Regions from separate parts of the Mus musculus genome. Here region 1 is linked to region 2. Evidence: chromatin contacts called from public HiChIP or PLAC-seq data. All regions are on one chromosome and are shown on one strand. Each heading gives the region's core, a stretch centred on a gene start, on an enhancer-like site or on the middle of the called end of the contact. The rest is flanking DNA. Distances are from core to core; before and after follow the strand shown. Region 1 overlaps Prkn (parkin RBR E3 ubiquitin protein ligase). Region 2 has its middle 35 kb from the start of 1700010I14Rik.

Region 1 (3,371 bases), core at 774-3,273, 2.1 Mb before region 2:
ATACCCATAAAGGTTCACCAACAAGACAGTCTAAGCATGAGTTTAACAAGGACAGTAATAATATACATGCCAAACTGGGCAGGGAGAAGCCTATCTTAACCTCCACAAACAAACAAACAAACAAACAAACAAAAACCTGTCACTAAGGAACCCTGAGAGTGGGTGAAATAGTCTTACCCAGGGAAGAACACAGTCAAGTGGTTGTTTGATACCCAATGGGCAGCCTTGAAAACATATAAACAAGTGACATTATACAAACTGAGCTTGTTGTTTATGTTTAGGAATATACATGTATATCCATATACATGTATGTATATAACAATAATTAATGAAAAAAAGGATGAGAACTTTGAAAGGAACGGAGCATATGGGAGGGTATGGAGGGAGGAAAGGGGAAATAAACAGTAAACAAAAACAGTGTCCAGGGTAAGTAGATAGAGAATGTAGTAGGAGCTGAGCAATTATAAGCAAGGTTTCTATTATCAAAGTATATACCCACTTAATGAGAGACACTGTACGCTGTGTGAGCAGATGTCAGTCAAGAACATTACATGAAATTATACAACAAACACAGTTCATAAATATTGACATATCCAAGGCTCCAAGCATCTCCATTCAAGCACTCAGAGTAAATACAAGCAAAGTTACTAACTGACTCTGGAAAGCAAGAGTCACACATTTAGTTTTAAGTCGACAAGAGAAAGACAGATTATGTAAATGTGGCATCTCCATTTAACCATTTCAGCAGGACTCATGTGCAATTTCTGTTCCAGTGGCCACTCTTAGCCTCAATTTTACGTTCGAATAACTCATACATTCCTAGGAGCAATTTTAAGTTATTGTGTACCCCCTATTAAACAGATTTTGAACAGTACGCACTTAGAAAACTGTGCCCCATATAAAATGTCACATGGGGACAGTCTATAATGCCAGCTTCCTTAGGATGAGATAGGCTCTTCCTTGTGATAACAGTTTGTCATTTGATAGGAATCAAGGAGGCTTCCACAGATATCCTATAGAATGCTATTCTGAGGTTAGTCCATGTGGGGAGGAGCATGCAATTTGGCAGGAGTAAATCCTTTCCTTTTTCCAAATGTTTTATAGCATAATTCTAGGATAAATCAGTAACAAAGGTTTTTCTTTTTTGTGAATTACATATCAAATTAAAAGTAATAACAGCCCCACATTTGTGTATGTCAGTGTTTCCAAGGTAAAATTATATCCAGTTCTGAGAATAACTCTAAAATGCAGACACTAATGCCATCTCCATTTTATAGATTGAAAAAAAAAAAAGAGGAAAGACTGAAGAAATTTAGAGCCTGCCCTTTCCAGACAGTCTGCCTCAGGGGTGATTCATACCTACTTTGTTTTAAGAGCATTAGAAAGTCTGGCAGAATTCTAACCAAGTGATTTCATGAGGTGGGCCACATTTTAGAAGTTTTAACTTCTGTGTTATAGACTGCAATAAGCATATGTTGGATGACATCATCAAACTTGACACATAAAATACGTCTTAGGTGTTTGGGCTTCTGTGAGAACTGTGAACATACCAATGCTGTTCTGTAGGGGTGAGAGCTGACTGTGAGGACCATGGGACGCTCCATTGTGGAAGCAGACGTTTCCTTTTGTAGGGGACGGAGTTCTTAGTGTCCAAGTTTTAAGTAACAATGGTAATACCTTAGAAAGTTTGTCGTGGATTTTCTCTCCTTCGGAGCGATGTTTTGATGAATTATGCATAGATGCAAACAAACATGCTGCTCCCCTTGAAATACTTAGAGATGTGAAAGTGAGCAGGAAGCAAAGCTTTCAAATGGTGTCTGTTTGAGACTGAGTTTGAGTGTGTTCCCAAACACAAACTTCACTGGTCCCTGCCATCCTCGTTTGTGCCTCTTATGTCAGAATGTTTTATTAATTTAGGGAGTAGAGCTCTGGGCCATAATTAGGTTGTACAGTAAGACTCAGCTGACTGACACTTGAAAAGGCAAGCCAGTCAGGATCAATGATAGGAAGGTTTCAGTGACAAAAATCCCGCTGTGAAGTGAACTTCTGATACATTGCAGAGGCAGGGGAGTCTTCCCAGGAGCAGCATTCGCACATGAGTGTGTCTGAGTAATAATGTGTGTGTGTATATGTGTATGTATATATACCAGGGTGGCATATTTGGGTTTTTAGAGCTATCGTACCACATGGATTTGTTCTGTTTGAATGAGTCTGTGTCCTGCTTTAGCACGTGGCCAAGGAAGCCGCTCAGCAAACACATCCTTCCAGGCTGTTCAAAGGTTGCCATGGCAACAGCCATTCATCTCAGGTTGATTTTTTTTGTTAATTGAGTTTCTCCTGCTAAACAGTGTATGGAGATTGTGCTCTGATCAACAGCCAGCATAGTCCTTAATAAAACAAAAATGGGTGGGCCCAGCACATTCAGAGAGCAGAGCCAAATCCCCTGGTTCCGACTTAATTCTGTTTTTCCTGCACATCTCCAAGGTTAAGACCGAATTATCTTAATTTTGACATCTAACTTATATCTAAAGAAAATGAAATAGAAAAGTAGTGTTACCCAACTAACTAAAGTTGTCACTCAAGACTTAACAACAACAAAAGACAGATGTAAACTTGAATGTCATCATGAGATTCCAGAGAGCTTTCTCATGGACAGGTTTTTGCTGCTCTTGTTCTCTGACAACATTAACCGGCTTGTTAACATTTCCTGGTTAAAAAAAAAAAAAGTAAAAGAAAGAAGGGAAAGGCAGAGAGGGAGAATCTGGATCAAGAAACTATCTGGTTCCTAATAGTACTGGAGGCCTGGACACAGACTCTGGCTTCTTCTGTCCCCCTTAAAGCAGGAGGACTGTGCTACTAAACAATGTCTCTAACACTACTGAGACAACCAGGTGAGGGAGTTGAAGTAGAGTACAGGACTGTAGAGACAATGGAATGGGCATTTGGAACTAGGATACAATGAAGAGATCTGGCTGCGATTCCCTCCCTTTCACAGGCTTCCTACTGGACATTGTAAACTCTAATATAGGGTCTCCTCTGTGCAGAGCTGGAAGGGCTGGCTGCTCCTGAGTTTGTCTCTCTCATGCAACAATGGCTTTGGGATTTGAGCTCCAGGTGAACAATCCAAAGATGAGCCTGGTAAGTCACAAACTCTGGATCTCCTTCAGCCACTTACAAGCTAAGAGAATCTCAACCCTTAAATCTTTTTTCAAGTAATTTTTTATCTGTGGCAGTTCTCAAAGACATTTCACATGCCAACAGGGGAATCAAAAGGTTGAGGATTCCTTTAAAAAAGGAAAGAGAGAATATTTTTGTGGGCCTGAATTACATAATGAGAGAAGTGAGCTACATTTTCGTACTAAATTGTACCA
Region 2 (3,394 bases), core at 379-2,878:
CAGTGTCCCCTTTTCTTTCAGGGACCATCTTCCAGGGGTAGAGCAGCCTTTATTTTAAATTCTCAAACAGAAACTGGGGGAATGGTTCCATGGTTAAAACAGGTGCCAGTCAAGGACGAGAATCAAAATCTGGATCTAGGCAGACAAGAGGACTCTCCTGTGACTCCAGGCTCAAAAGGAGACAGAGGATCATCTTAACAAAGCAACTAGCAGGAATAGCCAGATCCATGAGCTCTGGGTTTGACTGAGACACCCTGCCTCAAAGAATACAATGGAAGAACAATAAAAGATGATTCCCAATATCATCCTCCACACGTGCACACATATATGCAAATGTGCATTCATGCACACACATGCACACACACAGTGGAGGGGAAAATGTCCTCAAAAGTAGCCTTTGGCAGTTCTTTAACATAGAGACAATAGAAACTGCATGGTTTATTCTTCCACATAGAAGAACCTCTCTTGATGCATAGGGTAAGTCTTAGCTAGGGTTGTACTGCTGTGAACAGACACCATGACCAAGGCAACTCTTACATGGACAACATTTAACTGGGACTGGCTTACAGGTTCAGAGGTTCAGTCCATTATCATCAAGTTAGGAGTATGGCAGCATCCAGGCAGGCATTGTGCAGGAGGAGCTGAGAATTCTACATCTTCATTTGAAGGCTGCTAGCAGAATACTGGCTTCCAGGCAGCTAGGATGAAGGTCTTTAAGTCCATGCCTGTAGTGACACACCTACTCCAACGAGGCCATGCCTCCTGATAGTGCCACTCCCTGGACCAAGAATATACAAACCAACACAGGATATTTCAGGCCACACAGTCTCTCATAGGTGAGAAAATCACCAACTTAGAGAGGTCACGAGACCACTTGGGATCGATAAAATTCTGCCTGTAGTTATTTTTATTTTCTGATATTTTAGGAGGTCCTGTTATTGTTATTGTTTTTCATTAGCTTGCAGCCTTTTGAGGGAAGAGATGCTCTGAGGCTGAGAGCACATCCTGCTCTCCCATATAACCAAGATTGGTACCCAGCACCCAGGACCTGCAGGGCAGCTTACAACAGCCTGTAGCCCCAGCTCCAGGGGATCTATTGTCCTCTCCTGGCCTCTGTAGACACCCATGTATGCGCATATAAATAAAATGCAAAATTAAAACTGGTTTTCTAAAACATGTAAAAACCTGGTACTGTTTTGACATCTAGAGATCTCCAGGAAACCACAGGAGAGCTCACAGCCATGAATCATTGATTGTGCTGTGTGTATCTTTTATGTGCATAATTTCTCAGAGAGAGGATATTGGGGGGAGAGAGATGAAAAGACTCACAACAACACAAAGAACAACTGCTTAGTTGAGCTAGATTTTTTTTTTCCAGTGATCTCTTAGAGCCAGGTCCCACTACCAGAAGCTTGCTGGCTGAGGAGTTGGTTAAAAAGCTATGGCTCAGCCCTCGCCTTTGTTTACTCTTGGTGGAGTATTGCTGTTTCTCCTCAAACATCCTCTCCTTCTTACACAGGTGCTAAAGAAAAATGATCTCCCGCCAGGCCACAGCTTCTGCTTGGGGACAGGACTGGCTGGCAGGAAGACAGTCTGTGGAGCGGACCAGCTTCTCTGGGTCCCTGCCAGTAGGAAGAATAAGGCCCTGTGTTGTCCTCTTGCAGGTCCTTCCGCTGTCCACCCCACTCCTCCAGCAGTAGTGGCAGGTGTGAAAGACGGTTGGAACAGTGGGGCGGGGTCTGGAGTGGTCCAAGACAGACATTAATTAGGATGCAGCCTCTCGACCCAGCCACTGCAAACCTTCGTGTACAGATGCTCATGCATCCTGGATAAAATTATGATACCAGGATCTCAAAACGCTCATTTTATACACAGGCAAAATTGCCTGAGAAGTGACAGCTTGGCCTTCCTGTCTCTGTGCTAATGCTTCCTGGGGCGTCCGCCTGGCACTGGGAGGTGAATAAAAATGCAAATCCTACAGAAGGTCCCTGCATGCCTGCTCTCAGAGGACAAGGCCTGGCAGGAGTCCCTCATTCAGCGTGCACCAGCGCGGGGAAGTTCTCTGTGGGAAACCTCAAAAGGTCCTTGTCTGACTCCCACCCTAAGCAGACCTCTGGGGATCCTCAGTGGAACACTGAAAAATGCTTTAAAGTGGGCTGCCCTGACACCTTGTGGCTAATAGGGAGAATTCTGAATGGACACACCTAAGAGCATCTTTATCGTTTCCGATAACAGCGTCCAGACTTCAAATAGAATGTTCCAGAAATAAGAAGGCTGTGGCAGAGCCTTTCAATCTGGCCCCTCATCAACCACCTTCCTGGAGTCCCACAGAGAATTATTTGTAATTCAGTAACAATCTTCCTGGCTCATTTTGTTAATTTGATTTTTCTGAGTCTATTGACCACCTAGTTTCAAAGGTTTTAACAAGAAATTAAATATGCCCTAGATAAGAGAATTTTTTGTCATTAACACTCACCACTAGATACCAACCCTAAATACCAACAAGGATAAAATATTTTTCATTCATTCATTCACTCATTCATTCATTCTCTCTCATGCACACACTATGTATATACATAAGTACGTGTGCATCCCTGCACACACTCCCTACAGGTTGGCTCCAGCAGCAGCTTCCCTTTGCTTTCTGGCATCTTTCCCTCTCACCAAGATTTTGAGGTTTGCTCCTTGGTGTGGTTATGTGGCTCGACAACGTTATTATTGTGTAGCATCTCATTAGGGAAATAGAAAAATCTTAGTATCCAGTCACTATCCGAGGGACATGGAGTTGTGGGAAAGCAGTCAGGTAGAAGGAAGCCTTTCTTCTCCTGGCTCCACCCTTATGGAGATGCTATTGGCAATTGGTAGCTGCTGGGGTAGGGGAGGGAGAGTCATTCTGGGTAGGTGTGGCCTATGGTGGGTTTTCCGTGTTCAAGTAGAGATGCCCACACCCATTCACATAAGGGCAGCACTCACCTACTAAGTTACCAAACATATTAGGAGATGTTTTGGGAGTTACAGGGGGAAATGAGGGTAGATATGATCATATTCCATTGTGTCTATGTGTGAAATTACCAGTGAACAAAATGAAGATAAATAGGCCCTTGATGGCGTATGCATGCTCTTCACTGCCCTTGACAGAAGCACAGGAGTATATTCATCCAGACACGGATTCTCGACTTGGAGAGGGAGATCCTTCCTCAAGGGGCTTCATGGCTCTACTCTCCTCCTAGCCAAGCAGGTGGCACCCACCCAACTCATGCACAGCAGTGCTAGGTGACATGGTGTGGCCATAGCTCCCTGTGACTGAGGGTTCCCTGCTGTGCAGCCAGCATTGCTGCCCTCCTTGTTTACTAAGCTTTCTCTCCAGGCAGTGGGACAGTGTTTCAACTTCTGG

What was found. HiChIP or PLAC-seq counts read pairs in DNA pulled down with a chosen protein or histone mark.
Region 1: a contact with region 2 is called in an H3K27ac HiChIP or PLAC-seq map of oligodendrocyte precursor cells, with 15 times the contacts expected there. The contact joins two enhancer-like sites. A contact is called at or near these places in 8 of 484 Hi-C or Micro-C datasets (the N1E-115 cell line, cardiomyocytes, cerebellar granule neurons and 3 more) and 3 of 115 datasets of contacts at active chromatin or transcription factors (astrocytes, oligodendrocyte precursor cells and stem cell-derived neural progenitor cells).

What each region holds. Positions count from the first base shown.
Region 1 is chr17:11,075,388-11,078,758 of GRCm38.p6, reverse strand. The region is part of intron 2 of Prkn (parkin RBR E3 ubiquitin protein ligase); the gene reads right to left. Among named protein-coding and RNA genes, the nearest start is that of Gm41526, 57 kb to the left of the region's middle. Within about 2 kb of position 2,023, at least 21 of the 459 cell types and tissues checked have an H3K27ac peak or open chromatin away from gene starts, as enhancers often do. A contact at or near this core is called in oligodendrocyte precursor cells, where this site is marked.
Region 2 is chr17:9,022,030-9,025,423 of GRCm38.p6, reverse strand. No RefSeq gene overlaps it. Among named protein-coding and RNA genes, the nearest start is that of 1700010I14Rik, 35 kb to the right of the region's middle. Within about 2 kb of position 1,628, at least 27 of the 459 cell types and tissues checked have an H3K27ac peak or open chromatin away from gene starts, as enhancers often do. A contact at or near this core is called in oligodendrocyte precursor cells, where this site is marked.